Regions from separate parts of the Hordeum vulgare genome. Here region 1 is linked to region 2. A link is a contact called in public Hi-C data. All regions are on one chromosome and are shown on one strand. Each heading gives the region's core, a stretch centred on a gene start, on an enhancer-like site or on the middle of the called end of the contact. The rest is flanking DNA. Distances are from core to core; before and after follow the strand shown. Region 1 holds the start of LOC123440818 (lysophospholipid acyltransferase LPEAT1-like). Region 2 holds the start of LOC123440783 (receptor-like protein kinase FERONIA).

Evidence for each region. A called contact is a pair of places that touch in the nucleus more often than the background predicts.
Region 1: a contact with region 2 is called in a Hi-C map of leaf, with 5 times the contacts expected there. The contact joins the promoter of LOC123440818 here to the promoter of LOC123440783 in region 2. A contact is called at or near these places in 3 of 6 Hi-C or Micro-C datasets (leaf and seedling) and 1 of 1 datasets of contacts at active chromatin or transcription factors (embryo).

What each region holds. Positions count from the first base shown.
Region 1 is chr1H:407,197,903-407,202,131 of MorexV3_pseudomolecules_assembly, reverse strand. It overlaps LOC123440818 (lysophospholipid acyltransferase LPEAT1-like), which reads right to left and starts at 2,196. Exons shown (of 8, transcript XM_045117368.1): 1 at 1,430-2,196; 2 at 1-5. The coding sequence starts at 1,903.
Region 2 is chr1H:406,801,516-406,805,678 of MorexV3_pseudomolecules_assembly, reverse strand. LOC123440783 (receptor-like protein kinase FERONIA) reads left to right here and starts at 1,260. Exons shown (of 1, transcript XM_045117334.1): 1 at 1,260-4,163. The coding sequence starts at 1,510.

The DNA.
Region 1 (4,229 bases), core at 947-3,446, 400 kb before region 2:
TTGCCCTGAAAGAAATGAAGTGCCAGTTGGATATTACGATAGACACAAAAGCAGTGGCATGCAATACTCCGTTATTAAAGAAGGTTAGGTAAACTATCGAACAGACTGTTAACCTTATACGTACAGATACTCCATACTTAGCCATCTATTATCAGTCATCGTAACAATGTAACATTATATATATATTTTGTAAGAAAGTATGTTAAATGTAGCATTATGGAACAAAGCCCGAGCATTCACAATCTGCATCCATCTTAAATAGGGAACAAATTTAATATGGCGTATGCACTGGCGGAGCTTAAGCAAGGCCAGATGGGCCATGGCCCGCCCATTATATAGCCAAAACATTAAAGAGTATAGGTAAATTTGGGCCTTTTGAGAGAGAGAAAAAAGTGTTTTCTTCAGCATGGGCCACCTTGGCCCGCCAAACAATTTTTGGCAAGCTCCGCCACTGGGCGTATGTAATTCAGAATGAACACTAAACATTAGTTCAAATTCATAGTTCACTGACTAAAAAGGTAATGTGTCACTTCTTTTTTCTCAAACATGCGTCATTTTGTGTTAGAAGAAACATCAAGAAGGTGCAAGAGACATAAGGCCAAGTGGCCTGACACGGAAAAGAAAAGCACAACAAATCAAAACAAACCCAAGGCCTAAAAAGGGAAGAGCTGTACAAAGTCAAAAACTGCTATGCCCTCGCCTGAGTGGCCGACGCCACCACGTCTGCTTGCACATAACTGTCTGGAGATAAAGTGGGATACAGGAAAATGTTTCACTATCTCGAACGGTCTTATTTTCGCTTGCTGGGAAGATGACAGAGGACCTTGAACAAAGCTATGAGTGAATACTACCTTAAATAACAAACAGGTTCAACACAGTATAGTTGCATCCTATTATTTGATCTACGGATTTTAACCCCATGATCACCAATAGTTCTCCAATAGTGCAAACATTTGCACCAGAAGGAATAATCCTCATGCATCATTCATGAGTGTAAACAGCAAGCAAGTATTCACAAAGTATATTGATGAAGGCATGCTAGGCTTACAGGATGGGCATATGCACTGATCAAATTTAAGCAAGTGCATATGCTACATTTTGATCCAGTCCAAGGAAGCCGGGGGTTCAAGTTAGCCGCAAGGGAACACCAATCTACCTGCTAGGACTCAACAAGACATGCTCTCCTCAGATAGGCAGCACGCAGCAGAGACGTTCCCCGAAATGTGTATTTCCAACTCCGTCAGACTAGACAAGCACCACAACCATGATTCCATGAACAACTAGGTCCCACACATAACGAGCTCTCACAGCATCCAGTTCTACCATTGCAGAGGTATCAAGCAAGCAGGCAACAGGTAGTAGGCACGCTGGGCTGCGCCTTGCATACAGAAATACTAGAAAATAGGAAGTACTAGTTCACAATTGCTACCTCGGCATCACGGAAGCGGCGGTCGTGCTCGCGGATCCAGTAGAAGCCAAAGACGAAGAGCATGGCACGTGAGAGAGCGCGGCCGCACCGCACGACGCACGCCCGCCTCCATCCCTGGAGCCGCGCGTACCCCTCGCCCTCGCCCCCCGCCCGCTCCTCCTCCACCCACAGCGTGCACACGCGGCACACGAGGTAGTAGGCGACGAGCACGAGCACGCCGGCCACGACCCGGAGCGGGAGGAGCACGGCCGCGGCCACGGCCGTCCGCGCCGCCTCCGCCGCCCCGAGGGGGCCGCGGCCCATCGGGCCGTACGCGTCCCGCCGCGCGTACGGAGCGTACCTCCGGTCCAGCTCCGCGAGGCTCTCCTGCGCCGCCGGTGCAGCCGCGGAGGGGCGCGGCTTGGCTGCGACCTCCCCCTCGCCGCGGATGCTGCTGCCGAGCTCGGAGGGCGCGGTGGCGGCGTCGACGGCCATGGTGGCGGAGACGGAGGGAGAAGCTTAGACCTAGCGCTAGCGGTAGCCTTAGCACCTAGACCTAGGTCTGCATGACGGGGAGAGAAGCACCGAGGTGGAGGTGGAGGTGGGGATGGGAAGAGATTGATGGCGGTCGACTGGTCGGTCGTGGGCCGGGGAGGAGGCGGAGGAGGACCACGGCGGGGCGGGGATGGGGGGGGGGGGGGGGGGGGGACGGGAGAAAGAGCGTGGGATCTGGATCGGACGGCTCAGGACCTGCGGGAGCACTACGACTTTGCGTGGACGACTCGAACTAGCCTGGCCAAGCTCAACAAAATACACGCAAATGTTGACGTGCGGTCGGCTGCAATGACAGAATCCACCACGCGTCCGTTTCGATCCAATCCGTGACGGCGAACCAGCTTCTGTTTTCTGGATTATTATTCTTTTTACATGTTGAACGGTTTATTGGATTGCTCTGGCGTTTCTCGAAGGCTTGGTGGATTATACTGGAACTGACATGAGTACGAAGTAAACAGAAAAAAAAAAAAATCTTATTATACATGTTCGCTTTTTATATGGCATCAGTAAACAACTTATATTCACCCGAAAAAAAGGTAAAAAAGACATATTGTTTGTGTCTGTTTAGGGTGCATCTAAATGTGTCATTATTATTGCATATCTAAATGGTTTAATTTAAACATAAAAAATAAAAAATAAACACTACATTAATCTTCACGTAAAATTAAAGTCATAGAATTCAAGTTTATTATACTTAGAACGCATTTAGATGTGATTTAGCTAAATCGAATGTTTTTCTATAATTTGGTGTTCACCACTATGATTCTTCGATTCATGCCGTCCTGTTAACATCATCTCACCCTTTTTCATTTGTTTTATTAGTAGGAAAGATAGTAGAAGATGCTCTTGAATAATCTCAATCAAAATATGATTAACTTTTGGTAGGTTGTGTACTGGTGCAAATAATCTGCGATTTAGTCGGGAAGTAAAAATTAACACCGGCATAGAATGACTAAGAGCATCTACAAACGGGTTTCCTATACACTTAAAAAGTCTGTTCCGTTATTGTCTGATCAAAAATAACTAAACACTTTATTTTGTTTCTATCGACACTTCTCAAATATGTTTGAAATATAAGGTCAATAATGTTGGAACACGTCATCAGGATCCCCACGGCGTGGCTAACGGCCTGCCCGAGTCCTTCTCCTCCACGACCGCATGCGCTGCATGCCCGGCTCACGTCCGTTGTGGCTCTCCCCCACGATTCCCTCACCTCTCTGTAACTGTATATATATACCCCTTGAGGGATGGAATACAATGTGTGGTGATTGCTCCATTATTTAACTTGGTATCAGAGCCTTTGATCCTCCGCTTCCGCCATGAATCATCTCCTACGCCGCACTCGCTCAGCTGATCTTCACACTCCTCCTGCTGCCACCCGCTCGGCTAGCCTCGCCACACCTCCAGCCCCCATCCCCGCTCGCGCTCCTCCCACCACCGATCGGGGCAAGCAGCCCCTTGCCGAGCCCTCTTCCTCAACCCCCGGGCCGCCCGCCGCCCCCAGCGCCGCCCTCCTTCGTCCTCCCGCGGTGGCCCTGCGCACCGCCGGCAGCGAGCTCGTCCCTCCCCCGGTGGCCCTGCGTACCGCCGGCAACGAGCTGGTCCCGCACCTCACCCTCGGCGCCCCAGGCGCCACCACACCCAATGCCGGCCCCTCCACCGCCAACAGCCTCCCTGCCTCCATCTCTCACCATTTTTCCCGCAAGCTCGAGATGGAGACCGGCAACTACTCCAAGTGGCGCCAACTGTTCTACTTCATCTGTTGCCGCCACAACGTCCAGCACCACCTCGACGTCGCTACGGCCCCGCTCCAACAAGCGCCGTGTGGCGCAACGACGACATCACCATCGTCCTCTGGATGTACGAGGTGATCGCCGAAGACCTCCAGGACGTCGTGATGTCCCCCGAGAGCTCCGCCCGCGACGTCTGGGTCCAACTCCATCTGCTCTTCCGCGACAACCAACCGGAGCGCGCCATCATCCTCGAGGCCGAGTTCCGCAACATGATGCAGGGTGACCTCTCCATCGCCGAGTACAGCCGGCGCCTCAAGGCGCTCGCCGACGCGCTCGGTGACGTCGGTGCCCCCATCTCCGACCACGCCCTCACCCTCCAACTCATTCGTGGGCTCGGCCGTCGTTTCCAGGTCATGGCTACCCTTCTTCCGATGCAGGACCCCTTCCCGTCCTTCATTCAGGCCCGCTCCCGGCTCCTCATGGAGGAGCTCTCTGCCAACGAGCGGGCCCGCCTGGATGGGCAGGGCACGGGC
Region 2 (4,163 bases), core at 11-2,510:
GATACGCCTGTCTACCGTGACGTTTTTTTTTTTTGCAACGCCAGTCTACCGTGGCGTTGCAGACCCACTGTGAAACGTCAACAGTGTTGGCGTTGCTGCCCTACAGTGACACGCCTGTCTACCGTGGCGTTTTTTTTTGTTGCAACGCCAGTCTAATGTGGCGTTGCAGGCCGATTGTGAAACGCCAACAGTGCTGGCGTTGCAGACCCACTATGGACGCAGCGACGACATCCAGCCAACCCACGGCATGCTGCCAGCAACATGTGTGTTATTGAAACGCCATGGACCATGGCGTTTCACTCGTGGCCTGCAACGCCACATTAGACTGGCGTTTGAGTGGGTCTGCAACGCCACATTAGACTGGCGTTTCTATGTACGTCTGCAACGCCACGGGCTCTGGCGTTTCAAAAAAGGTCGGATCGTGAAATGGTTTCAATCAGAGTTCATTCCGTGAAATACTTTCATCCCATGGGTCAAAATCGTGAAAAAATCCAACGAACGCCAACGGATAAAATGAATCGCCCCATTAAAATTGCTCTTAGGGCATGACCAACGCTCCAGCTTGGACCGCTGCCCCGTTGATCCACGTTGGAGGACCTGCTGACGTGGAGGAGAAAGGGAAAAAGACTGATGCTTGCAGATCGAGACGGGATCTTGCAGAAGAGGCTGCTTCCTCACCGTAATAAAGTGTTAGAAAGGTAAAAAAAAGAAAGGAAAGAGCGAAAGAGAACGGGAAGACGGCGGTAGAACTGGAAAAGGCACAAGCGGGAAAGGACGTGGGGCACCCGAGGTGATGCTGCTTCGGTTGGACAGAAACTATTCATACGATGGCCCCGCAGTTTTTTTTCATGCGTGAAGGTTGAAACCACAACATTCTAGCGCCTCCATAGTTTATGCCCTTATGTCCTTTCAATGACTACATTGCAGTAAAAATTACCTTTACGAATAAATAGGAAATACGTACCTTTACAAGAAAAAGGGTCATTGTCATCATCTTGACAGTCGAGATGGGAACGCAGGCGCTGCGCAGGTCAAACCGTCAAAATGACCGGGATCTCTTGACGAGACGGTGCACGTCGCGACCCCTAACCCATGTTAGCGGGGCCCACACCTGCCCTCCTCCTCCCGCCGCGTCGCCCTCTCGCTTTCTCTCGGCACTGATTGCGCCGACCCCGTCGCTGGTGGGTCCCCTCGCCCCGTTGCCCCGTTCCGTGTTGGCTCGGCTGGCTCACAGCTTGCATTTGGCAGCGGCAGCAGCCTTCCTCAGCCGCGCCCCCTGCTGGCTGGCCACCGCGTCCTCCACCACTGACCCCCCCCGCTTAATGCCGCGCCCGTAGTCCCCGAAACCACTCCCACCTTCTTCCTCGACCCCTCTCTCCTCCCCACCACCACCGCGGCCGCCATCTCCCGCACCCGCACGCAAATCTGCCCCAGATCGGCGCCGGGAGAGCCGTTTGATGGGCGATCTGTGAGCCGCGAGCTAACGCAGAGCTACACGCAGCTCGCGCCATGAGAGGAGGCCCGAGATGCGCGCTCCTCCTGCTGCTCCTCGCCGCTTGCGCGGCGCTCGTCCCCGCGGCGTGGGCGCAGGGAGGGGGCGACGCGCCCGCGCCCGCGGCCCCGTTCGTGCCGCGGGACGACATCCTGCTCGACTGCGGCGCCACGGGGAAGGGGGACGACACGGACGGCCGGCAGTGGGCCGGCGACGCCGGCTCCAAGTACGCGCCGCCGAACCTCGCCTCGGCCGCCGCGGGGGCGCAGGACCCCTCGGTGCCGCAGGTGCCCTACCTCACCGCGCGGGTCTCCGCGGCGCCCTTCACCTACTCCTTCCCGCTCGGCCCCGGCCGCAAGTTCCTCCGCCTGCACTTCTACCCGGCCAACTACTCCGACCGGAACGCCGCCGACGCCTTCTTCTCCGTCTCCGTCCCGGCCGCCAAGGTCACGCTCCTCTCCAACTTCAGCGCCTACCAGACCACAACGGCGCTCAACTTCGCCTACATCGTCCGGGAGTTCTCCGTCAACGTCACCGGCCCGACCCTCGACCTCACCTTCACCCCGGAGAAGGCCCGCCGCAACGCCTACGCCTTCATCAACGGCATCGAGGTCGTCTCCTCCCCAGATCTCTTTGACCTCGCCACACCCTTCTTCGTCACCGGCGACGCCAACAACCAGCCATTCCCGATGGATCCCGGTGCTGCTCTGCAGACCATGTACCGGCTCAACGTCGGAGGCCAGGCGATCTCCCCCTCCAAGGACTCCGGCGGGGCTCGGTCGTGGGACGACGACACGCCTTACATTTACGGTGCAGGGGCTGGGGTATCCTACCCGAACGATCCCAATATCACAATCACCTACCCCGACAATGTGCCGGGATATGTGGCGCCTCTGGATGTCTATGCCACGGCGCGATCAATGGGGCCTGACAAGGATGTGAACTTGGCCTACAATCTCACCTGGATAGTGCAGGTGGATGCTGGGTTCACATACCTTGTGAGGCTCCATTTCTGTGAGATACAATCCCCAATTACGCTGCCCAATCAGCGGGTGTTCAACATCTACCTCAACAACCAGACTGCCCAGACAGGGGCTGATGTGATCCAGTGGGTGGATCCCAAAAGTATTGGTACTCCAGTGTACAAGGACTATGTGGTCAGCACCGTGGGTTCAGGGATTATGGATTTCTGGGTGGCTCTACATCCGGATACAGGGAACAAGCCACAGTACTATGATGCCATTCTCAATGGGCTGGAGGTGTTCAAGCTGCAACTTAGTAATGGGAGCCTCGCGGGGCCCAACCCTGTCCCAAGTGCTGATCCACCGGTGCATACCGGGCAAGGAAAGAAGAGCTCACTAGTCGGGCCTATTGCTGGTGGAGTAATTGGAGGTTTGGCACTGCTTGCACTTGGATATTGCTGCCTCATTTGCAAGAGGCGGAGGAAAACGGCCAAGGATACCGGCATGAGTGATGGCCATTCTGGTTGGCTGCCGTTGTCGCTGTATGGCAATTCACACACTTCAAGCTCAGACAAGTCGCATGCTACTGGGAGTATTGCTTCATCTTTGCCATCGAACCTATGCCGCCATTTCTCCTTTGCAGAGATCAAGGCTGCAACGAAGAACTTTGACGAGTCACGGATCCTTGGTGTTGGTGGGTTCGGTAAAGTTTACCAGGGAGAGATCGATGGGGGCACAACTAAGGTGGCTATCAAGCGTGGCAATCCCTTGTCTGAGCAGGGTATACATGAGTTCCAGACTGAAATTGAAATGCTGTCAAAGCTCCGCCACCGCCATCTTGTGTCGCTGATTGGTTACTGTGAGGACAAGAACGAGATGATCCTGGTATATGACCACATGGCTCATGGGACTCTGCGTGAACACCTATACAAGACCCAGAATGCACCGCTTAGCTGGAGGCAGCGTTTGGAGATCTGCATTGGTGCAGCTCGTGGGCTGCACTACCTTCACACCGGTGCAAAGCACACCATTATCCACCGTGATGTGAAGACGACAAACATCCTGCTTGATGAGAAATGGGTCGCCAAGGTTTCAGATTTTGGTCTGTCCAAGACTGGTCCATCCATGGATCACACACATGTGAGCACAGTTGTCAAGGGCAGTTTTGGTTACCTAGATCCCGAGTATTTCCGGAGGCAGCAGCTCACCGAGAAATCTGATGTATATTCATTTGGTGTGGTGCTGTTTGAGGTCCTCTGTGCCCGGCCTGCCTTGAACCCCACTCTTGCAAAGGAAGAGGTTAGCCTGGCAGAATGGGCATTGCACTGCCAAAAGAAGGGAATTCTGGATCAGATTGTTGATCCCTACCTAAAGGGAAAGATTGTTCCGCAGTGCTTCAAGAAGTTTGCCGAGACAGCTGAGAAGTGCGTAGCCGACAACGGCATCGAACGCCCTTCGATGGGAGATGTGCTTTGGAACCTGGAGTTTGCTCTTCAGATGCAGGAAAGCGCGGAGGAGAGCGGAAGCTTTGGCTGTGGGATGTCAGATGAGGGCACTCCTCTCGTGATGCCTGGAAAGAAGGACCCCAATGACCCGTCGATCGACTCAAGCACCACCACGACCACGACAACTTCCATAAGCATGGGCGACCAAAGCGTCGCGAGCATCGACTCGGACGGGCTGACGCCGAGCGCGGTCTTCTCGCAGAT